3 separate regions of the Mus musculus genome follow, and all the other regions are linked to region 2. Evidence: chromatin contacts called from public Hi-C data. All regions are on one chromosome and are shown on one strand. Each heading gives the region's core, a stretch centred on a gene start, on an enhancer-like site or on the middle of the called end of the contact. The rest is flanking DNA. Distances are from core to core; before and after follow the strand shown.

The links. Hi-C and Micro-C count contacts between places; a contact is called where the count stands out from the background.
Region 1: a Hi-C map of cerebellum shows a contact between it and region 2, with 2.7 times the contacts expected there. The contact joins two enhancer-like sites. A contact is called at or near these places in 4 of 484 Hi-C or Micro-C datasets (cerebellar granule neurons and cerebellum).
Region 3: a Hi-C map of cerebellum shows a contact between it and region 2, with 1.6 times the contacts expected there. The contact joins two enhancer-like sites.

What each region holds. Positions count from the first base shown.
Region 1 is chr2:41,469,502-41,472,201 of GRCm38.p6, reverse strand. It overlaps Lrp1b (low density lipoprotein-related protein 1B), which reads left to right. Exons shown (of 91, transcript NM_053011.2): 13 at 1,041-1,260. Among named protein-coding and RNA genes, the nearest start is that of Gm30138, 180 kb to the right of the region's middle. Within about 2 kb of position 1,376, at least 33 of the 459 cell types and tissues checked have an H3K27ac peak or open chromatin away from gene starts, as enhancers often do. A contact at or near this core is called in cerebellar granule neurons and cerebellum, where this site is marked.
Region 2 is chr2:41,979,147-41,981,876 of GRCm38.p6, reverse strand. All of the region lies in intron 2 of Lrp1b (low density lipoprotein-related protein 1B), which reads left to right. Among named protein-coding and RNA genes, the nearest start is that of Mir6336, 470 kb to the left of the region's middle. Within about 2 kb of position 1,441, at least 23 of the 459 cell types and tissues checked have an H3K27ac peak or open chromatin away from gene starts, as enhancers often do. A contact at or near this core is called in cerebellar granule neurons and cerebellum, where this site is marked.
Region 3 is chr2:41,533,273-41,536,055 of GRCm38.p6, reverse strand. All of the region lies in intron 7 of Lrp1b (low density lipoprotein-related protein 1B), which reads left to right. Among named protein-coding and RNA genes, the nearest start is that of Gm30138, 240 kb to the right of the region's middle. Within about 2 kb of position 1,270, at least 2 of the 459 cell types and tissues checked have an H3K27ac peak or open chromatin away from gene starts, as enhancers often do. A contact at or near this core is called in cerebellum, where this site is marked.

The DNA of each region.
Region 1 (2,700 bases), core at 127-2,626, 510 kb after region 2:
GATATAAAATAGTAGAGGATATATTCTCAACTTCTACTTATCAATTTGAACATTTTTAAACTTCTTAGTCTCGATTCAAAATTGTTCCAAATTATGTCAGAATTATTCCCACAAAGGAGGGAAAGACATCAGGGGGCCTTTTTTAAGACCTCCAGCTTAGATAAGCATTGGTCCCTTTTCAGAGCTGTGTATGGTTGCCAAAATGAAGCCCCAGTTTAATTAATAACCCAGGAACTTTCACATGACCCTTAAACAACACATGTAGTGCGTTTCAACCTTATTCATGAGGGAATTGGAACCTTAGCTCCAGGCTCCCTCCCCCACTGTTACAGCTTACACAGATTCTTTTGTAAAGGAAGGTGTTTTGTTTGAGAGAGATGTTAAAAGCTCAAAATCACAAGGTCAGTCAACCTCCTGTTATTAAACTTATGTGCAGCTAAATCATCCTGTGTGGATCTGGGATAATAATAAGCAGCAATAAAGCATAGATAATTTGCATCAGGAAGATGAATTAGATCTGGCTAAATAAAGCCAATGTGACTGTGACCTTTAGAATAAAGGCAATCCAGTTGCCTATCTAAAAATAAAAACACTAATTCACCTGAAATTAGATAAATTCTAGAGTAGATCATTAACTGTGCTCTGGATTCTCATGTCAGCTGTCAGCCTTTTAATCACTGAGCCAAATAATACATTTTATGGAACAATATTTAAAAGTAACGCTACATAAAAATATCAGGGTTCAAAGAAAATAAATATTTGGTACTTACCACGGTTTTCATTAATGTATTAGGCAAGTCTTAGTGGCTGGTGATAAGGTTTTTTTGGTAGCCTGGGGGATGGTAGCTGGTAGTAGGTTTGCTGCAGTGAAGCTGCAAGGCTGTTTCCTTGTCTTGGCTTCCCTGAGTTAACTGTTACAGAAAGAAAAGTTTATATACAAAATATCAGCAAGCTGCTGACTTATGGAAGTACCAAATCCGAGGGTGCTTCTAGGTGGCTACTGGAGATAATGAGATAAACTCTTGTTTCTCACTTCCTAGTTGGATGTACTGGACAGACTGGAAGGAAGATAAAATAGATGACAGCGTGGGAAGGATTGAGAAAGCTTGGATGGATGGTGTCAATCGACAGGTTTTTGTGACTTCAAAGATGCTGTGGCCAAATGGCTTAACACTGGACTTTCACACCAGCACATTATATTGGTGTGATGCTTACTATGATCATATTGAGAAAGTATTTTTGAATGGAACCCACAGAAAGGTAAGAGGCAAGTGCTGCTGTTTGTAACCAGCAGGCTTCTTCCACAGAGCCTTGTTGTGCTGTGTTAAAAATACTTTCAAGTTTATTTTTACCCCTCTGAGGTGGCTGCCAATAGTCTCTGTGGGGTGGCTGAAGGAGAATGAGTATTAAGCTGTGCAGCTGGCATTGGCCTCCGGGAGGCCAGGCCCAGCTCACTGCAGTGTGCCAGGATTTGGGGGTTTTTTAAAAGAAGCCCTCCTGATAGCAGGGCTGATTTTACAATGCAGGCTTTCTACATTATTGATGGATTTTCTGTGACCGAGCAACCCCTCTCTATTTAAATATGTTCAATATTTGCAGCTGAGATTTAGACAAAGTAATTATAGTACATTCCTTTGAGTAAAGAATTTTGTGATACTGAACCTAAGATGCATTGCAGGAATGGACTGAATTTCAAAGCAGTTGGTGCAAAGAAATGATTTCGTCTTGCTTCTTTTGCTTTAATCATTGTAAAATGGTTTGGCATTGTGGGGTAATGCTGACAAGTGTTTAGTTGAGAGTAAGACACTGGCCTAATGACAAAATCATCATCTTGTTTCTTCCTCTTCAGTCACTAACAACCTAGAGCCCCATGGAATGACTTCAACTATTAGGTAAAAGGTTAAGGGTAAATGAGACATTTCCAAAACGTGTCCTTTGATCTAAGTTCCTTTCTGAATCTGAGTCTTGAGTTGTGGGGTCATCCTACTCACTAAGAATTCTTTTTGAGAAATAAATTGTACTTTCAATGGTTCAATCATTGGTTATCACAGATGATATCAACTAATTCCACCAGATAAATAAATTGATTGGTATGTTCTATGCCATATATTTCACATCTATTAACTAAATATCTATACTTCCTCAGAAGATGTTAGTATGTATACAATATATATGTACATAAATAGATTTAAGAAATATGAGTGTGTGCTAAAGTGTATACATATGTGTACACACAATGTGTATAATTTAATGCTCATCATACTTTAGGCTCTGTTATATCTCAGTCTTTCATTATAACATAAATTTAACTAGAGGATTTTATTAAAATGAGCACATTTTCAATTTTTATTTTTAAACTATGTGGATACGTTTCTTAAATTTTGAATATTGATTGATTGAGATGAAAAAAATTGCTTTCAAATACCATGCAGTAGGATTTTATAAGAGATGCAATATAAGAAGGGAGGATACGTTGGGTCTCTACTGTATTTCCTATTTATCAATTCACTGCGCAAGATGACTCTCTTCATTCTTTCATGTCAATAACAAGTGGAAGAAAATAGAATAATAATACAACATAATCAAAATTAAACCTCATTAGCAAATGTTAACTATGTAATTAACATTTTTCTCCTTTTTTGTTACTTCCTAGATCTCATCAATTTCCATTGGTACAATTGACCTAGAAAAGTCTTCACC
Region 2 (2,730 bases), core at 192-2,691:
CCTTTTTGTATGTGTGAATGCATGATAGGGTACACTCATGTGTATATGAGTGCTCTCACATGGATGCCTAAGTGTGTGTGTATGTATGTATACATCAGACATTGACATTGAATGCCTTCTTTAATCAGTTTCTTTGTATTTATGAATAGAAGATCTCTCCATGAACCCTGGGGAATCTCAGAATTGAAAATGGTAGGCATTGCGACAGCTCCCTACCAAATTACCTGATACAGAACACATAAGCATGTGACATAAATAAGAGCTCCCTGGGACTAAACCACCAATCCAAGAAAACACATGGTGGGCTGTAGCTGCATATGTAGCAGAGGATGGCCTAGCCGGCCATCAATGGGAGTAGATGCTCTTAGTTCTGTGAAGATTCTATTCCCCAGTATAGAGGAATGCCAGGGCCAGGAAGTGGGAGTGGGTGGGTTGGGGAGCAGGGGGAGGGGTAAGGGGATAGGAGATTTTTTTGGAGGGGAAACTAGGAAAGGGGATAACATTTGACATGTAAATAAAGAAAATATCTAAAAAAAAAAAAATCCAAAAAACTGAAAGTTCTCTATGCTAATGAGGTATCTAGAGAGACCCAGAGTGGTCAGCCAATGAGCTTCCTTTCCTGGACATTCTTTCCTGCAACCTTTCTTGGTTCATCCTGAGTACGATTTATGCATTCACATCTGCCATCAAAATAAAACAGTTTAGACAAGCAAGGACCTTCTCTTTTATCAAAAACCACGTGGGGTGTGAAGAGTCGGGGTGAGGCTTCTTAGTAAAGATCCATGCCTAAATCTCCCAGAGAAGCCTTCTCTTTTCCAACCCCTACACAACTTATCACTCACTTAGAGGCCTCCATCCTGGGATCAGCCTTCTCCTTCCTACCTGGTGGTTATAAGCCCGAAGAAGAAGCATGGAGCTGTGGACTCCCATTCCCAACTCCCAGCAATAAGCTGAAGGCACATGAGTACATGGGAGAATGGGAACCACACCATCTGGCTCAGACTCTGCTGTTTCTCATCCAGGAAACGCAGAGTGGGAATCCTGTTAAGCCTGCATTCTGCCTCCCCTGAGCAGCTTGTACTCTGAGGCAGACACAGTCTGGCAGTTCCCTGAGCCTTATGAGTCATGATCAGGTGTTCTCTGCCTTCTGTTCAGCTGAAATTTTCTGCAATGATCTAGATCTCTATAACAGAGAAAAGTTTAATTGATAAGAGGTATAGCTACACTTACCTATGGGTGTAAGGATATGTGTTGAGAATGAAGTTAGGAATTATACCAGTTTATAACATGGCAGTGGGTGGTTCTCCTGTACAATCCACAAGTTTTCTAGGCCAGGGGAGTTGGCAGTGTTTCCAGTTCCAGGCCTAATTATACTCCTATTGAACAGGCCTTAAACCCAGTTAGACAAGTGTTGTGTATCAACAGGAAATGAATGTCACTAATGTGCCCTTTCTGAAGTCTTGCTATGCTGATCATTGTTGTGGTCCACAGCCATCACAGTGCAGTAGCACTATTGGTGTCTTCCCTCTCTTGTCAGCTTGCATAGAAACGTGCAGTACTTTGAAAGCTAGTCCTTAGCGAGGATGCTTTCAGGTAAGAGTGAGCTCAGATCATCAGAGTCCTTTGTCACAAGTATACTTACATGTAATATATGTAACTTAAAATATAATATAATTTTATGAGTTTTCAAGCATGCTCAGTGTTAATTTTTCCTCAGGATATAAGCTTTGTTGATAGCAATTTTTGCAACATTAATTTCTTTTTTTAAAAAAGCTTTAACCTGTCCAAATCCATCTTCAATCCTGACACTCTTGCCAGATTTTTACATACTTGAAATCTTGCCTCTGTAGGTGATTCTCCCCAGGCAAGCTTTTCTCAGTTTCAGCTACTGATTTAGAGAACAATTTCTAGATTTCAACCTCTTTCTTTCTCTTCTACAGAATGAGCATTATTTGTGGATTTTATTTAACATAGTTCCTAACAAAGGCAAGACAGAAAATCATTTTATGTAATAATCCATCTAATATATCTAATCGAGTGTTTGACATCTGTGAAAGAATGTGAGAAGTAATGGGTTAGAAGGTTTATTTCAGACCTACTCTGGAGCTTCATAAACAGACCCGAATCCACACAGAAGTTGCTAAGACTGGGAGTTCAAATATGATATTCACACAAGTATGTTTTGGGGAATGGAAATGGATAAAAGAAAAGGAAGGGATTGCATGCTTATATGGGTATCTATCTCTGGGAGAAGGATGCTTACACTCAAATGGTGTTTTAATAGAGAAGACTTCCACATTGATAAAGAAATCTTCTTGTGGGCTGGCAGATGACCCAGTGGGTAAGTATACTTGCACAGAACATTTGAGATTCCAAGTTCAAATACCTTGAAGCAACTACAACAACAATAAACAAACACACAAACAAATAAACAAACACAACTTCAATATATGTGTTCTGAGAGCCCTTACAAAGAGGCAGGGGGTAAAGACGGAAGATATAGCAGAAAACAGCAGAGAGCCAGTTGGAAAAAAATCCAAGGTTGTTGTAAAATCTCACACTTGTGTGGTGGCACATTCCCACACATGCCCACTCCAGGGAACAAGCACACATAATGCATATACATTTATATGGGCATGCATCCCACATGCAAATTTAAAAAATCCTGGTGCAGAAGATATGAATGAGTAGGACATGAGAGAGCAAGGAATCTTCACAAATGAAATTCAC
Region 3 (2,783 bases), core at 21-2,520, 450 kb after region 2:
AAGTTGCATTCTCATATATTTTCTCCTGATTCACCTGGCAGATGGTTGCTTCCACTTCGGAATTCTACTGCTTCTAAGTGTGAGTTGTCTATATGATCATTCCCTGTTCCTCTTGGTTCATTTCCTCTTGGTTCATTTCCTCCCTCTTGGTTCACCTATCTAGTTCTTCTTCATAGTATGTTGCTGCCCCCTAGTAGTACTATAAATATTTGGTGATCAAGTTAAAATTTGAGCAGGCAAATATGCATCAATCTGTACAAAAATGCTCACAAATATTTTAGCAAGATATCAGATTGTTGGTCCCCAACTTGCTTTTTTGATGTCTGGAAAGCTAATGGAAGGATGGAAAGGAAGAGTCCCGGACTGAAAAACTAGAAGCAATAGATGTGCTAGGACTCATTGTATGTCCTGGGAACCTGTCATGCCGTGCATGGCTTGGTCCTGGAAATCTGGTAGGAGTAACAGAAGAATGAAGGCACACTTACACATACAGAGAAAAGCAAGGCAAACAGACTTAGGATGAAGCTTCAGTTGTCAGTGTTTGCACAGACAGTCAACATCTGCATGCAAACTAGCAGAAAGTTTTGCTAATTTCCTGAGTCTGATATGGGGAAAGACTTTGCCACTCCCAAGAGTTTGTGCTATTTAAGATCCTTGACATATCTATGCCCATGACGTCAATACCCATTCACTCGGGAATTCACCTACTCTCCAAACATACCAGTAGATTTATTATGTAACAGATAATATCTGCAGAAACAGATGGCATAGAAATTAAGAGAACCTCTTGGACTTAAACACAACCAGAAAATCACACACACACACACACACACACACACACACACACACACACACACACACGCACGCACGCACGCGCGCACGCGCTACTAGTAGTAATAATGATATATGACAAGCTAACAGTTTTGATGTATTTTTAAATGGCTATACTTTCTTTGGCTATATGTACTGATGGGATGTTTGGAGAGAATAGTCAGGCTATTTAGTTTTACTTCACTCCTCCTTCTTTGGAGTATAAGTTGATGAATTTGCATCTCTACCACAAAACTCCTGTGTTTGCCATTAGCAGTGCTTGCATCCATTTGTACTTTCTGTACACACCAGTTTTGATGCACCATTTCAAGAACTGCCATGGAGTTTCATCTCATATCCGCAGCATTATGTGTCACTGGCAGCAATGAAGCCACTGGAGTATAGAGCAATAAGCAATATTGCCATGATTGACAGGTTTGGTGCTACGCTACTGTTTACTGAAGGAGCTTCCATTGACTTTCTGCTGAGGGCATCTGTTCTCGAAGACAAAGATGACACCTAGTTGCCACCCATGCTGGGATTTTGCTACGATCACTGAGCACTGAGACATGCTCAACAGATGATTTGTACAGCCTTTTCTTATTGCTATATTTAACTACTGAAAGTAGTATTCTGCATAATATGTGACATTACATTATATAATTTATTATTCTATCAGCTTAGAGATACCCTTAGGTGAATAACATCACTTCCCTGAGTTCGGGTCAATGTACCATTTTTACATGTGCTACTTTTTAAACATATACTTTGCAATAAAAGTTATATTAGGTATGGTACCTAAAGCAAAAAAAAAATAATAATAAAGAACAAGAAAATATTAAGAGGGAATCCAAGAGCACTGACTAATTAAAATTTAAACATGATAAACTTCAAAATGAATAATGATTTTAATAGATTATGACACATTAATTAGTAAAAAATAATGGAGTGGAAATGAAAGTAACATAAATGAACACATAAGCACATCGAGAGGGAAAGCTCTTTTGAGACAAGGCTTTCAATAATTTCCAAAAGAAAAAAATTTTGTAGTAGAAATCATCATTTCCAGTGGTTAGTATAACATTCGATACACTGAAGAATCTGTACTATAATTGCTAAAAAAACAGTGGTGAAACTGTGCTGAGGAGCAAAATAGTCAAGATATTTAAAAACTCATGCTCTGGGCTCAAAATTAACTACTGGGGAGAGATTTCCTTTCATGGAGAGACTTGGAAAATGGTGGGTTAAGCATGTCTTGTACTGTATATCATCACCTAGGAGACAACATGTTTGAGGTTCTGGCAGGTATAACTAAGATTTCTAGAAATCACAAGAATTTAATCTGATCAGGAAATAAAAAGACAAATGCAGCCTGTGTTCGTTAAATGTCTGCATCATGACAGATGTGGCTAGCAGAGAATCAATTTGCATTGAAGAAAGTGAGAACAAAAAAAATCAACAGCAATAAATGATTCTTCATAGAAACAAATTAAACAAACAATAAAGACAACTTTGACAGATGAAGAGAGAGTTCCGTGTAGAGAGTTTGCCTGACTTGTGTTTGCTCTGCAACATAAAGGAACTGTAAAAAGTAACAGACAAACCTGAACACATACAACATATTAGTAATATTGTTTTACATCTGCTAAGTGCATTGCTCTTTGTACGCTATATTTAATGATGTATTCATTGGCCATTGATGCATAACCAATGGGCTGGGTTTTCTAACCAACACGTTTGGAGCATAGAAGTCTTAAGAATAAGTCCCTGTGTACTTTGTTTTTATCTTTAGCTAACATTTGGTCCACATTATATTATTCTTACAGAATCTGTCTGTTCTCTTGTGTGCATATATTTATCAATTTCATATTCTTATATAAATATCAGTTTAAGCCTCCTGCTAATATTTTAATCTGTTCATCTCTTTTATCTTCGAGTGACATCACTTACTGAGTTCCTAGATATTAGAATTT